Regions from separate parts of the Ovis aries genome. Here region 2 is linked to region 1. The links are chromatin contacts, called in public Hi-C maps. All regions are on one chromosome and are shown on one strand. The core of a region is the stretch at or near the end of the contact, and the rest is flanking DNA. Distances in the headings are between cores, read along the strand shown.

Region 1 (7,083 bases), core at 2,628-5,127:
TCTCTCTTATTGAAGACTACGGGTTCTAGGGCTCTCGGCTTAGCCGCCCAGGGACATGTGGAAGATGTGGCAATCTTCCCAGAGCAGGAATCGAACCTGTGTCCCCTGCATTGGCAGGCAAATTCTTAACCACATTCTTAACCACTAGATCACCAGGGAGATCCAAAATTTCCTTCTTTTTGAGGTTAAATAATATTCCATTGTGTGTATATACCATTTTATTTATCCATTCATCTGCTGGTGAATATTTGGGTATAAAGTACTACATTTTGGCTACTGTGTATAAATTATATGGCAAATAAAAGCGTGGTTATAAAAAGGCTGGGTTCATGCTCAGTCTCTAAATCATGTCCAGTTCTTTGCCACCCCATGGACTGTAGTCCCTCTGGCTCCTCTGTCCATGGGATTCTCCAGGCAAGAATACTGGAGTGGGTTGCCATTTCCTTCTCCAGGGGATCTTCCCAACCCAGGGAGCAAACCCAAACACAGGTTCTGCACTGTGTCTCCTGCATTAGCAGGTGGATTCTTTATCACTGAGCCATCTGGGAAGCCCTATAAACAGATTACAAACAATTCAAAAATATTTGTATAGAACTGACTAGACTCAGTAATCTGTAGGCCAATTAGCAAAATTTTTCTATTTTGTACCAACTGGGTTTAAAATTAATAGAAAAGCATGTATACAAAATGTAGAAAATAAAGAGATAAAGCTATAATAAAGAAATGTACTTTTACATGTTACTCGTAAGACAATGCAGCTGGCTATTCTAAAGGAACATCTAGATGCCCTTCCTGCCAAGTATGGGACTGAGCAAGTCAGTTTAACATGAACATGATTTCACTATACACAAATTAGGTAACCAATGACCCCTCACTCATAAAAGTCATTTACAAATGACTCTGTACATAGCAGTTATATATATCAGAGAAAAATGGAAACACTAGAGCCAAGATCAAATTAATATTTGTGATTAGGCCCCTTTTAGCCCACACATTCAAGCCAAATAGCCCTCACAACTCTACAGTTAAAAGGTGCAGAGAAAACAACGGTCACTATGAACATATCACTTATAAAACTAGTTCCCATTCAAACAATGTGCTTTCATTTCCTCTTGCAGCAAACAAGGATAATAGAAACACTTGTATCATTGTTATGAGTAATAAAGTGAAATGACACTGATAAAGCTTGAAAATTGCTTAGCACTTAGTAATAAGCAATCCACCTAAGTGTTCCCATCATTATTATATTCCCCATAGATACCAGCAATTATCTACAACCATCCTAGAGACTTGTCGATCTCTCCACTCATATAGATGTTTTCAACATAGATGTAATCAAACAATGCAATGTTAATCAACTACAAAATGAAAATAACACATCTCACAAAGATACAGAATTTCACTATGTTAATGAAAATACTATTTTTAAAATGACGGTAAGACACAAAATAGCAACTGAAGTAGGGAGAACTAAGCACGATGAAGGAATGGAACATCCAAAAATATATTTTAATACCGGCACCTCCAATTTCATTTACCAATAAATTTCCCCAGGAATCCTATGATGGCACACACCACAACCATTTACTTCCCCCAGCTTTATCTACTAGCAATACACGTTCATCTCCACCTAGAAAATTCCTACTCACAGTCCTCAGAATCTCAGTTCACATGTTACTTCCTGTAATCTTTCCCATACTCCCCAGAACCTTCTCTCCTTTCATGGTCCCACAGCACTGAACTGATGGACTGTCCTCAGTACTCAGACTGTACTACATTAAGTTCCATAAGCATGTCTTCTGCTAGACTCTTCAGTTCTTTGAAAGCATGGGCTATGTTTTCAGTGTCCAGCACAGTGCATGACATAAAAGACACACAAGATGCATGATAAATTGAACTGAACCCTAGATTTTAGAATTGGGAAGGGCCAAAAGGGGAACATTTGTTTTCAGATGCAAAAAGGAGACTCAAAGAAGAATGAGTGATTTGCCCAAGTCAGAGACAGTGGTTGTGACAAGACTACTACTCAAGTTTTCTTTCCCAGTAAAATTCGTGAGGACAATACAGGGTGTCTCCTTCACTGTTCCAAACTGGTTCCTCACGCACAGAACGGGGATATATAAGAGATCCTCAAGTAGGTGCTTTTTTATTACAAACACTATAAATGTCAATCCATAAATGCTGAGAAACAGACAAATGCTAGTTTAATTTTTGCACCATTCTTATATCAATTCCCAAATAAGAATTCAGAGAAATAAGCAGAATCACCTCGTACAGCATCACATTATATGAAAGCAATATATGTCAAACATTTTGCTTTTGGCATTAGTGCATTTAAAGTGCAGCCTGTTTCCAGGCTTACAGGTTTTCAGAAGCCTGTCTACACAAACTGAATAGTGAGATAACTAAAACTGACATACTGTACACCAACATGCAAAAATATTCTTTATACAGTACAGGCTATGTCAAACGCTAATAAAATGCAAGTGACAACTTGCCTTTGTGGAAACTAGACACAAGGATTCACATTTTGAGGAAGTTCAAGTTCACCAGCCAACAGCTACACCACGATTTGCTGCCAGCATGGAGAGGCGCTAAGGAGAATGCCTCCTTCCAGTAAGTAAAAGACCTGGATTTTATCAATGGGGAAGTCAGTAAAAGAGCCAGGGCGCCCAATGAACAAATATTAAAGGAAACAAGCAGTCTCTTTTTTGTCTCTCAGAATTAATGGAGATCAGATAGTATGAGTCCTTCCAGGAAATTCACCTAAGCCAGTCCCTAGAATTCTCTGACACATACTGCAATCTAAGAGGCCTATGAGGCTAAAAAAGGCCCGGGCACTATTAAGGACCCTCCAGAAGGTATTTCTTGCACAAGACAGGGACACGAAAGCACTACCAGGCACAAAGGTGGAACCGTCAGCAAGGGAGCAGCCTTTGGGCGGGTCCCAACGCAACCTCTGCGCCTCAGGCCCTCCGTACGCCCCCGTTCTAGCCAGACGCCCAGACCCAGCACTAGAGATCCCCTCAAGGCGGGGCAGTGGCGAACTCCACTCAGAGGGCTCGCAGGCCCTTACTGACTCTCAGAGCTAGGGAGCGAATACACCCCCTCAAAGAGCAACGGCCACGGCCAGGCGCCGCCGCGCCCCCGATCACGGATCGGCCCGCCTGCGGCCTTCCCCGGCCTGCCCCCCAACCCGTAGGCCAAGCCTGGCTGGTATTAGCCCCGACCCGGCTGCTGGGCCCCGACTCCGCCTGCATGGTTCCAAACGGTGGGAGCGAGCAGTGGCTAGGAAAAGGGTCAGCCCGGGGCCCGCCGCCCCTCAGCACTCACCATGGCGACTCCCCTAAGCCTGCAGCTTGAAGCACCCACCCCGCGCGGAGCCTCCCGCGGTCAGGTGACTCTGCGGCCCCTCCAAGCCCCGCCCCCTCTAGCTCCGCCTTCGGACCCATCAGACGGCTTCTCGATTGGTCCCCCAACTCCCGCGTATTTATTGGTCCCTGTCACTTCACGGTGGACTGACGGACCTAGGCGCCAGCCAATCTCTCCACGATGTGTGAGAGGGCGGGGGCAGTGCGGAGTACCGGGGAAGCTCTCGGCGGCAGGAAGGGGCAGCCGGAGAGAAAGGCAATACTAGAGTCTCTCCAGAAGGGAGGAGTGGAGTGAGTGGAGCCACCCCAGCACATTCACTTTTTGCCTTGACGTGTGTACTCGCAGCGCGCACGCGCAGAAGGATGGCCAGGATTGGTTTGCGGGGCAGTCGGAACTTCTAGTCCTAACCAATCCAGGTGCCGCGAGGGGGGGCGGCCCAGCCTTAATTGGCTAGCGCAGCATCAGTGCGCGGGTTTCGTCTGGTCTCAGCTGTGGGTGTCGTCCTAGTCCGCGCCATGGAGTCTGGTCTGATCAGGCGTTTAGCCCCGCGGCTGGGCATCGCCGAGCCGGAGGTGCTGAGGTGAGTCCGGCTGCGCACGCCCCAGTAGCCCTGCGCCCTCCTCAAATGGGGCCCCATGCTTTTCCCGCGCAAAGGCAGAATTTAGGCTCTACATCAAGAAAATCCTACCGGCAATAGGCTCTGTGAGCTGGCCGGAGGGGCGAGCGGCCCCTGGGACCAGCTAGCATTGTGAGATGCACGGTGGTGGGAAAGGGAGAGAGGCGGAGAACTTGGGTCGTTTCCCTGAAACTTACTGAGAGTGCGTTTACGGCAGAGGCAGACGGGATACAGAACCCAAGGAGGGCAGTGTCTGGTGGCCACGACATGCAGTAAACGAAATAGGATTGGTGTGCGGAGCCGTGGCCTGTGTCTGCTTTTAATTTAAACAAACAAACAAAAAAACTTTCCAGAAAGCCTCGGAGGGGTTGCTGTTTGCGCTGAGACTCGATTGATAGAAGCTGCCAGCCACGGGAAGATGTGGGAAGAGAGCCCAAGCTGGCACAGAAAACTGTACAAAAGCCCGGAGATGGCAAGGGCCTTTGCAAGATCCAGGGTTAGAAATAAAGTATTTCTAAATACTTTAAACTGTGGAGTGCAGGACTTAACTCTGGAGGGCAGGGCTAGGCCGGGTGCCTGGGCTGTGGATTAGTTGAGGGAAGGGAAGGAGCATTTCTTAAAAGACAGGAAGTATGGCCTTCTGCACTCTTAATCATTTAGAACAGTGGTTCTGAAAGTGTAGTCCCTGGACCAGCAGCATCAATATTTTCTTGTCACTTGGTAGAAATGCACATTCTTGGGCCCCATTCTAGGCCTACCGATCAGAAACTTGGGGCTTGTTTTCACACGCTACAAGGTGACTGTCATAGACATTAAGTTTGAGAACTACTGATTTAAAGGAAGGAGGAACCCTGGTTTCACCTGCCTGCCTCTGTCTGCCATAGTTCATGCTTGTTCCAGTAATGGAAGGCTGAAAGAAGGGTTGGCCTTTTTTGAAGGATTTCAAGAACTTAATTCTTCCTGAAAGGATTGGAGCACAGTGATGTTCGGAGTCAGGGGGTTTGTTCTGTCTTGTAGAACCCTGTCCTCTCTCAAAGGATGTGAGTTTCATTCCCAGCCCCAAAAAACATGCATAAGAGTTAGGGTCAGAATGAAGTCCACCTGGCTGAATTTATTGCTTACCAAAGTATTGGGCAAACTTCTGAAAAAGAAAGAGTTTTAGTGAATGTGTTGCTCAGGAAAGCGGAGGAGTACTTGCGACTGTCCCATGTGAAGTGTGCTGGCCTGTCTGCACGAACCACAGAAACCAGCAATGCAGTCATGTGCCTGGACCTTGCAGCTTCCTGCATGAAGTGCCCCTTGGACAGGGTAAGTAGGTCCCAGTGAATGTCTGAATACTCTGGTGTGACACTGAAGTTTAATCATATGTTTTCATCTCTGGTTGTACTAGCCCCTGTTAAACTCTGTTTTAGAATTTTCATCTAGAATATGTAGAATATGTTACTCTAGATGAAGTTTAGAACCATTGTGTCAAGTTGGAGAAACTTTTTTGCAATGATATCTTTACTCTTTACTACGTACTTTCCCTGAGCACTTCTTTCCTTATACAAAGGCATCTATCAAACTGCCACTAGCATCATCCTCCTAAATCACATACTTTAAAACCATTGTATTATTTTTCTTCCAATGTCACAGTGATTGAGAGCCAAGCTATGGCAAGACTCACATGTTGAGACCAGATCTCAGCACCACCAGTTACTAGTTCTGTGAGTCTCTTGTTTCCTCATCTATCAAGTGGGGTAAGAGGTATCCATTTGGAGAAGACTCTTGAGTCCCTTGGACTGCAAGGAGATCCAACCAGTCCATTCTGAAGGAGATCAGCCCTGGGATTTCTTTGGAAGGAATGATGCTAAAGCTGAAACTCCAATACTTTGGCCACCTCATGCGAAGAGCTGACTCATTGGAAAAGACTTTGATGCTGGGAGGGATTGAGGGCAGGAGGAGAAGGGGACGACAGAGGATGAGATGGCTGGATGCATCACTGACTCCATGGACGTGAATCTGAGTGAACTCCAGAAGTTGGTGATGGACAGGGAGGCCTGGCGTGCTGTGATTCATGGGGTCGCAAAGAGTCAGGCATGACTGAGCGACTGAACTGAACTGATTTCACTGGATAATTGTAAGGAAGAAACAATGTACTATATGTAGCACTCCTAACACAGTGCCTATCACACATATATGCTACGCTGATAAAATGGTGGCATTGTAAACACCATTGACTTCCAGTGGGTTGGCTCCCCATTACCATCAAACTCTCCAGCCTCTCTTGATCCCTGCTAACCTCAAGCTACAGTATTCACTTACTTAACAGGCCATGCACCTTAATGACTGACTTTGTAAATGCACTGCCTTTTTTTTTTAAACCTGGGATGCTCTTCTAGCAAGCTCCTGTTTGTCTTAAAATGACCTCACTTTGCTGGCACATTGTTTATTAAGCTTTTCTTCCCCAGGCAGAGTTGGTGTCCCTCAGTCGTTGTCCCTCCTGTTTCTCTCCCAGTCTCCGTCTCCTGTCCCTTTTGCACACACTCACCCTCCTCACGCCACTCCCACTACTTCGCTCCTTCGTTTTTCCAATGGATTACAAATTGGCACCTTTGTTAAAATAAGTAACCATATATATATCTTCTCTGTTTTTAAATTCATGGACTTCTCACGTGACACTAGTGGTAAAGAATCCACCTGCCAGTGCAGGACGCACAAGAGACACGGGTTCTCTCCCTGGGTTGGAAAGATTCCCTGGAGTAGAAAATGGTACCTTAGTCCAGTATTCTTGCCTGGAAAATTACATGGGCAGAGGAACCTGGCAGTCCATGGGCCTGGCTACAGTCCATGGGACCTCAAAGAGTCAGACACAACTGAGTGTGCACACATGCATGCGTGTGCACACACACACGCATTTTTTAGTTCACAGCTCGGCATTGGTAGTGTTATGTTGTATTTTAAATTATCTGCACACACATGTGACATGACTGCCTTTCTATAGGTATGAGCTATTGCAAGCAGTAGTTAACTTGTCTGACATGGTTACTGATTTTGAGTAAATGAAGCTAAACCTTTAGGTAGAGTGACTTGCCACAGAAATAATTAATCTTGAA
Region 2 (7,604 bases), core at 4,920-7,419, 310 kb after region 1:
TGGACTGCAGCCTACCAGGCTCCTCCATCCATGGGATTTTCCAGGCAAGAGTACTGGAGTGGGTTGCCATTGCCTTCTCCGGGATCACTTATCTAGACCATATCTAATTCCTGAAATCAAAAAGAACAAAAAACCAAAAGGGGAACAAAGCCTTTTAAAATCTTACTACAACCATTTTTTATTCATAACTAAGCTTGGAAAACAAAGCTATAGGATCTCTTGTGTCTATTTGGATGTATGTATGTCTCAGTGTGTGTCTTTTGTTTTTTTTGATAATATTGCTGATTGCTGAGATCAGTTTGTAAATAAGCTCTAATCTAATTGGCCTTAAAAAAATAAAGTAAGCAAGCGCTTACAAATCAAATAATTCTAAATACAAGAGAAATTAACCTAAATGAATTTCAGGTTCATGTGAACTGGGAAATATTCAGTGTTAAATACCTGATATTAATGTTTATTTGTTGATTTAAATAATGTAGACATATCTAAGAGTAGTTAACATTAAGCAGAATATTTTCATTGTACCTAGGTTTATAATAAGTTAAATATTACTATATCTGTTACAAGTTTGTTAGCAAGGAAATTACCTTGCTGAGTGAAGAAATTTCTTAAAAAATGTAAATGAGATATGAGCCTTTAGATAAACTCTATTAAGAATAATTACACTTTAGGAATGTCTGTCTAAAATAGTCTATCCAGATTGGGGTAACTTGAACTTCTAAGGGTTGTGCTAAACTAAGTGTTGGAAGTCTATTGAATAGCTAAGTCATTTCCAAATAAAAGAAGATTTTGAAACATTTACTACTAAACACTAATTACCTCTTACAGAGAAACTAAAGAGATTTGGGATTAAAAAGAAATGATGTTTGGTGCCATCCTAAAATGTTCTCTCTAAAAAACAAAGGTTTTAGAAATTATCACTGATATTTATGCTCATCAATCTATAAAATGCTAATATAAAAGTCAGTTCTTGGTTGCTTAAGGGAGGTAGGAAATGTGTTTTCAGTAAAGAAGGTATGAAGAATGGAATTTCATTTGGTGAAGGGAAAATGAAGTAAGCCTGCCTTACAGGTGGCTTTTTAGGATGGAAGAACGCAGTAATGGGTACAGAAAGGGATAAGGTTTGTGAAAAGTGAACCATGAGGAAAGAGTTTTGTATATGGTTAGGACTAAGTTTAAAATAAAGTTAAGTTTACTTTTTAAGTGAAGTACTGACTGGTGGCTCAGACAGTAAAGCATCTGTCTACAATGCGGGAGATCCGGGTTCAATCCCTGGGTTGGGAAAAATCCCCTGGAGAAGGAAATGGCAATCCACTCCACTACTATTGCCTGGAAAATCCCATGGACAGAGGAGCCTGGTAGGCTACAGTCCATGGGGTCGAAAAGAGTCAGACATGACTGAGTGACTTCACTTTCTTTCTAAGCTGGTGCAAAAACTTGAATTTAGCTTTTCTGTCTGTTAAGAGGACACCTTTTCTTCAGATATTGAACTGGCTTTGATAATAGATTTAAGTTTCTTTATCTCTTAAATGATCTGCTCTGAAATCCCTTGTTGTCACTTTGGCCTTTTTGGTATTTGTTGACAAAGCTTCCTAAATCACTCTATCTTATTCATATAAGATTTCTAGCTAACTTTGGGATGCTTCAGAGGGCCTCTGAAACATCCCAAGGAGAGTCATTACATTAATTAGGTTCATTTTGTATGCAGAATTACATGAGGGGTATTGTCAAGCGAGTAATAAGTCTTGGGTTATATTGTATGGTAAATGTTACTAATATAGATATCCTAGAAACTGTATGGAGTTCCTAAAATTTTGATATGTTTGGGTAAAATATTACCAGGCATAATTCTAGTTACTATGTTGATATTGTCATAGCACTAACCAAGTTTCACCTCTTCAAGTAGATTTATAAAAAGGACTTTTGGATAAATACCAGTTTCTGAACTGAGTAAGGATTCTAATAGAAAACCTGATGACTTCACAAAGGTTAACAAAAGGACTGAATGAACCTGTGAATGTGCTTATAACTTTTATGGTTTCTATATGAAAAATTACTGATTTGAATCTGTGTTTTCCAGGTGTAAGGAAAAACAACCCTCCCCTCAAACTAATTATGACAGTAATTTGGTAAAATTACATTTTATAAACAAGTGAAACATTTATCTTTTCTCTCTATCTGAACCCTCCAGAGATTTTAAAAGTTCAGTCTGAGCAAAGCAACTCTCAGCGAAGCAAAAAAGTCTATGATCAATTATGGTTAGGTAAATCATCAGGCCAAGTTTCTTGAGACCAGACCTATATTACAAACAGGTCTTGCTGCTACTGCTAAGTCGCTTCAGTCGTGTCCGACTCTGTGCGACCCCATAGACAGCAGCCCACCAAGCTCCGCCAATCCTGGGATTCTCCAGGCAAGAACACTGGAGTGGGTTGCCATTTCCTTCTCCAATGCATGAAAGTGAAAAGTGAAAGTGAAGTCACTGAGTCATGTCCAACTCTCAGCGACCCCATGGACTTCAGCCTACCAGGTTCCTCCATCCATGGGATTTTCCAGGCAAGAGTACTGGAGTGGGGTGCCATTGCCTTCTCCGTATATTTGATAAAGATGATGGTGATTTTAGAGAGAAAGAGATGTTTCAAGGAAAGTTAAATCCTAGTTTGTTAATGGAGGTCTGTATCTACTAAGACTTATTTCCAGGATAGTTCTTTGCTGTTAGGGTATATTAATGTAAAATTTAATTGAATTATTAAAGGACACTCTAGAGTTGTTTCTGAAGCTTATGGCAGTAATCTCTCTTTGGATGAAGATCAGATGCCTCACACATGATCTTCAGTCAAGACTGGAAGAAGACATAATTTAAGAAACTGTCTCCAACCTGGATAGAAGGACCTTTCTATCAGGTACTCTTAACTAGCTCACCCCCAGTGAAATTGAAGGGAAATTGACTCTTCAGTTAACTCCCATTTCCAAAGGCCCCTAAGCTGGACTGGTTCATAGAGAGGCCTGCTGACCTCAACTCATCTTAAAACAATGCTCAACCAGGAAACTACACTACACTAGGGTGAGAAGATGACATCAGAAGTAGACAGCCTGCCCAAGATGCTGATCTGACTTTTATGATCATTCATAATGTTTTCTTGATTCCTTGGACCTATGCCTATCAATCACATGTTTTCTATCATGGACATGATTCTATGCTAGTTTAAAACTCCAGTTTTTAAATCCAATTGTTGGATTGCGGCCAATTACCTGTGCCTATTACTTCTTGGTTACCTTCGTGGGTTTCTGTTCTTTACGGCTCTGATTGAATACCCCCTAGGAAATTTGTTTTATTTATTTATTTATTTTTAATTGGAAATTTGTTTTAGATGAGTGTTCAGTCCTGTTCTCTTTATTAATAATAATTCTAGATGGGATCCTCTCACCTGGCCAATTAAAAATACCTGCTCTGAGGCTGGCCATAGATTTAAGTTTTCTCTTAGGGTCATTTAAACTCAATCGGAGTGATGAGCTAAGTCTCAATAAAAAATTAACTTCTCATCTATTAAAATGAAAACTCCTACAATCATGGGGAGGATCTACATGGTTAACACCAGGCTATGGTCATTTAAGTTTAAAGGCTCCTCTATGTTGGGAATGGTTAAATCATACTAAAAATGATCAACCTGGTAATTATGAGACAAGGCTGGGTGCTTTATGAACTATGCCTGTTATTACCCTTAGAGTGATTGGTATGGAACTCGGTGGATTTGTGGCACTAATCTATGGCCTTGACATTTACAGGGATGATACGAAGGTATAGCCTGGGATTCCCATGAATTTAAGGTCATACATGTCAACAAATTACAGGTAACCCCAACCAATCTACCATCAGTATGATCTCAATGGGTCAAAGATCTGTATTCTACTGGTATGACCATTTAGCAGCGTGTGTGTGTGTGTGTGTGTGTGTGTGTGTGTGTCTTCAATGGGGTTGGAGGATGTAATTGACCATATCTAAGCCTCGACAACTTTCATAAGCTTTAAATGATAGTAACCAGGCTATTAGCCTATTGAATTCTGAGATCTCTATGACGAGAAAGGCAGTGCTACACAACTGCAAGACCTTTGACACCTTACAGCATCTCAGGGAGATATCTGTGCTATAATTCAAACTGAATGCTGTATTTTTGTACCTGATAAATCCTTTAATGTAACACATTTGAACCACATGAAAAATGAGGTTTCTGCTCTAAGTGACCCATTCCCTAGTCTTGACAATCTTTAAATAAAAATTGGTGGGGGAGGCTCATGGATAAAATATTTACTTTTAATTCCACTAATGTTGTTAACTATACCATTTGTATTTTGCTTGTTTCACAAGATTATTCTTACTTGTATTACCAAGTATATGATGGAGACTTCAATGGAAATGATGACTAGACTTGAAGCAGCTGATCAAATGTATAGTTCAATATATGATCAATGATTGTAATACTGTAACTCTAGAAGGCAATGGCACCCCACTCCAGTACTCTTGCCTGGAAAATCCCATGGACGGAGGAGCCTGGTAGACTGCAGTCCATGGGGTCGCGAAGAGTCGGACACGACTGAGCGACTTCCCTTTCACTTTTCACTTTCATGCATTGGGGAAGGAAATGGCAACCCACTCCAGTGTTCTTGCCTGGAGAATCCCAGGGACGGGGGAGCCTCGTGGGCTTCCGTCTATGGGGTCACACAGAGTTGGACACGACTGAAGCGACTTAGCAGCAGCAGGTATGAAAAGATGCAACAAGAGGGAATACTCTCCTGGACTATAACTAGAAGACAGGTGTCCAGAGATCTTTGACTATTAAGACCTAGTCCAGTAATAGCACATTGAGTGTCTTATCAACAAAAACCTTCTTCAGAACTGGGGATGAGCCTTCCCAGCAACGTGGGACAAAATGGTTATGAAATGACCCCCAAAGTTTGGTAGGATTTATGACCACAAGGGGGCCATGTCAACAACAAATCGGCACTTACCAAGAGCATTGACAGTAACAGAACAAGGCATTTGCCATCTGCCTCTGCGGAGATTGAACCCCATGCTGCAAACCATCATGGTGACATCAGACCCTCATGACTAACAAAAAACCCTTTTGTAAATTGAGTGCTTCATGGTATTGAACATCCCCTTCACCAAAACCTTATATATTGACTTTCCCCCACTGCCGCTTTGGAGCAGTCTCTCAGAGCTATCTGAGATGGTGCCTTCCAGGCTTCAGTCCTCATTTTGCCTAAAATAAAACTTAACTCACAACTCTCAAGTTGTACATCTTTTTTCAGTCAACAGCAGGTACCTTTACAAAAAAAAAAAAAAAGCTACAAAAAGCTGAGCATCCATTCTCAACAAACGTTTACTGAGTTCTTACTATGTGCTGCTAACACTCAGAGGTTGTGTGAATACGTTGTGAACACAATGAACGAGAAAAACGTTGCCCCTGCCTTCTGGAGCTTACATGGTTAATGCGGGAGCCAGTAAAAAGTATCTAAATTTCTGATGCTAGAAAGGAAATTAAAAGAGGTAGTGGAGGTGGGGTAGCGTTACAAATGGAGCTGTCAGGAAGCCTGACCACCTGGTATATACCAGCTGTGTTGGTCCTTTAATTTTCACGACAATCCTTAAAGGCTGAGAGTTGATCTCCCTTTTGACAAGAAAACCGACGTTGAGACGGGTAAAAGTGGCAGTCAAGTCGCAAACTCCTAACCCCCACCCCACCCCTGCTTCCTAAACAGCGGCCACTGAACCCTGGATGATGAAACTTGGGGCGAGGACTGCACCATCTCTCCGCCTATGTCTTTGCAGATGTTGGGGAAAGGGTTGTGTGGGGGAATGCGGGATGCGCCTCCAGGGAGAAGCACCAAATAGCTCTAAATTCGCAGAAAGCCGCGAGGAGAGCCCCCGCCAGACCCCCTCCGGAATCCCAGACCCTTCAGCCAGACAAAGAGCCCGCCCAGCTCACGGCAGAGCCAGACCCTCGCTCCCGCCTCCAGCCCGGCCCCCAGATCAGGCCAGCGCGGGGCACTATGGGACTTGTAGTTCAACCAGTTCGCCACACCTGTTCTGAAAAACGACAAGGGAACTACAAGGCCCAGGAGCCAGCGGGGAGGCCCGGGCGGACTCGCAGGCTGTGGGTGTGTGAGCGCTGGGGGCCCGGTGCTGCGTGCGGGAGCTGGGATGCGGCTGCCGGCGCCTGAGCCGAGGAGCTGCCCTAGGCGAGCTTTCTAGCCGGACTCGACGAAGGGGTGACCAGGCGGCGACAGGCACGTTGCACGCATGCACTGGGCTCAGCCTTTGCAAAACCCGGTTGTGCAGCGCTTTCGCTCTGCAGCGGCGAGGTGCAGGGTCCGAGTCGCCGGGGGATGGGCACCCGTCCCCGGAGCCAGGCTGGCACCTCTCGCTGAAGGAGCCCTTAGCTGAGCTTGGGGGTGGGTGCCCGCGTGCCTGCCTTGGGCTGTGCGCGACGTGTTTGTTCTCTTTCCCTATTTGTCCCAAGGTTTCACTCGGCGGCCGCGCGATGCAGCGGGCGGCGGCGCTGGTCCGGCGGGGCTGCTGCCCCCGGACCCTCGGCCCCTGGGGCCGTAGTCAGAGCAGCGCGGCCGCCGAGGCCTCGGCGGTGCTCAAAGTGCGGCCCGAGCGGAGCCGGCGCGAGCGCATCCTTACGCTCGAGTCCATGAACCCGCAGGTGAAGGCGGTGGAGTACGCGGTGCGGGGACCTATCGTGCTCAAGGCCGGCGAGATCGAGCTCGAGCTGCAGCGGGTGAGCGCGGGCGCCCGGGCCCGCGTGGGGCGGGAGGGCCCTGGGAGGCCAAGGGGCACTGGTGGGGGCGAGGGGGGAGCAGTAGCAGCTGTCGCCTCCTGGGGTCCAACCGCTGTACTTCCTCCAGCCGCGTGGCCAAGCTCCTTCATTCTGCCAATCTTGACTGAAATGAGAGAATGCCCTCCCCCCAACCCTTCCCTCACTAGTGCCCGGCACCTGGCACAAAGTAAGGCCCTCAGATATGGTTCACTTGTTGAACTGAATTCATCAATTATAATTGAGTGGCCCTTAGTGCCAGGCACTGCCTGCTATGTGGCTGTCTTACTTGAGTGGAACCAAGATCCACTGGGGCGTGAGCGTGAGGACAACGACAGGCAGGAAAGACATAAAGGAGAATTTCAGAGATCACGTTAGGCACCAGAGGTGCGATGAAGGCTCTGAAGAGACCTGAGTGTTCTCCCGAAGCTTTTTCTCTCTCTGAGACCTTCTGGGTCATTCTTCCAGGAATGATTCCCTGACAAAAGTGGTCCCGCACAATTCCTTCCCCTAGAGCCCCTTTGGAACCTTGACTGACACCCTTATTTTGTTCTCTGAGGAAACAGTCGCCCACAGTGGGTAGCAGAGGCTTGGGCCTTTGGGGCCTTGGCAGGGTGGCCCTGGAACTTTCTTCCTCCTGGCGGCCAGCAGACTGGAATCTTGAGTTCACAGCTGTATATAAGGTGACCACACACCTGGTAGTGATTCCTGTCCCCCTACAACGAGGTGGCTCTGATGGGTGAAAGAAACACCTCTGTAGTTTACCAGAGTTCTAAGGCTGGTGGA

The links. Hi-C and Micro-C count contacts between places; a contact is called where the count stands out from the background.
Region 2: a contact with region 1 is called in a Hi-C map of skin fibroblasts, with 1.9 times the contacts expected there. The contact joins the promoter of GPT2 here to the promoter of ORC6 in region 1. A contact is called at or near these places in 4 of 16 Hi-C or Micro-C datasets (hypothalamus, muscle, skin fibroblasts and 1 more).

The regions. Positions count from the first base shown.
Region 1 is chr14:14,548,542-14,555,624 of ARS-UI_Ramb_v3.0, forward strand. ORC6 (origin recognition complex subunit 6) reads left to right here and starts at 3,878. Exons shown (of 7, transcript XM_027977796.2): 1 at 3,878-3,952; 2 at 5,151-5,296. The coding sequence starts at 5,249. It overlaps VPS35 (VPS35 retromer complex component), which reads right to left and starts at 3,395. Exons shown (of 17, transcript XM_042231575.1): 1 at 2,499-3,395.
Region 2 is chr14:14,853,862-14,861,465 of ARS-UI_Ramb_v3.0, forward strand. It overlaps GPT2 (glutamic--pyruvic transaminase 2), which reads left to right and starts at 6,170. Exons shown (of 12, transcript XM_004014968.6): 1 at 6,170-6,285; 2 at 6,519-6,782. The coding sequence starts at 6,540.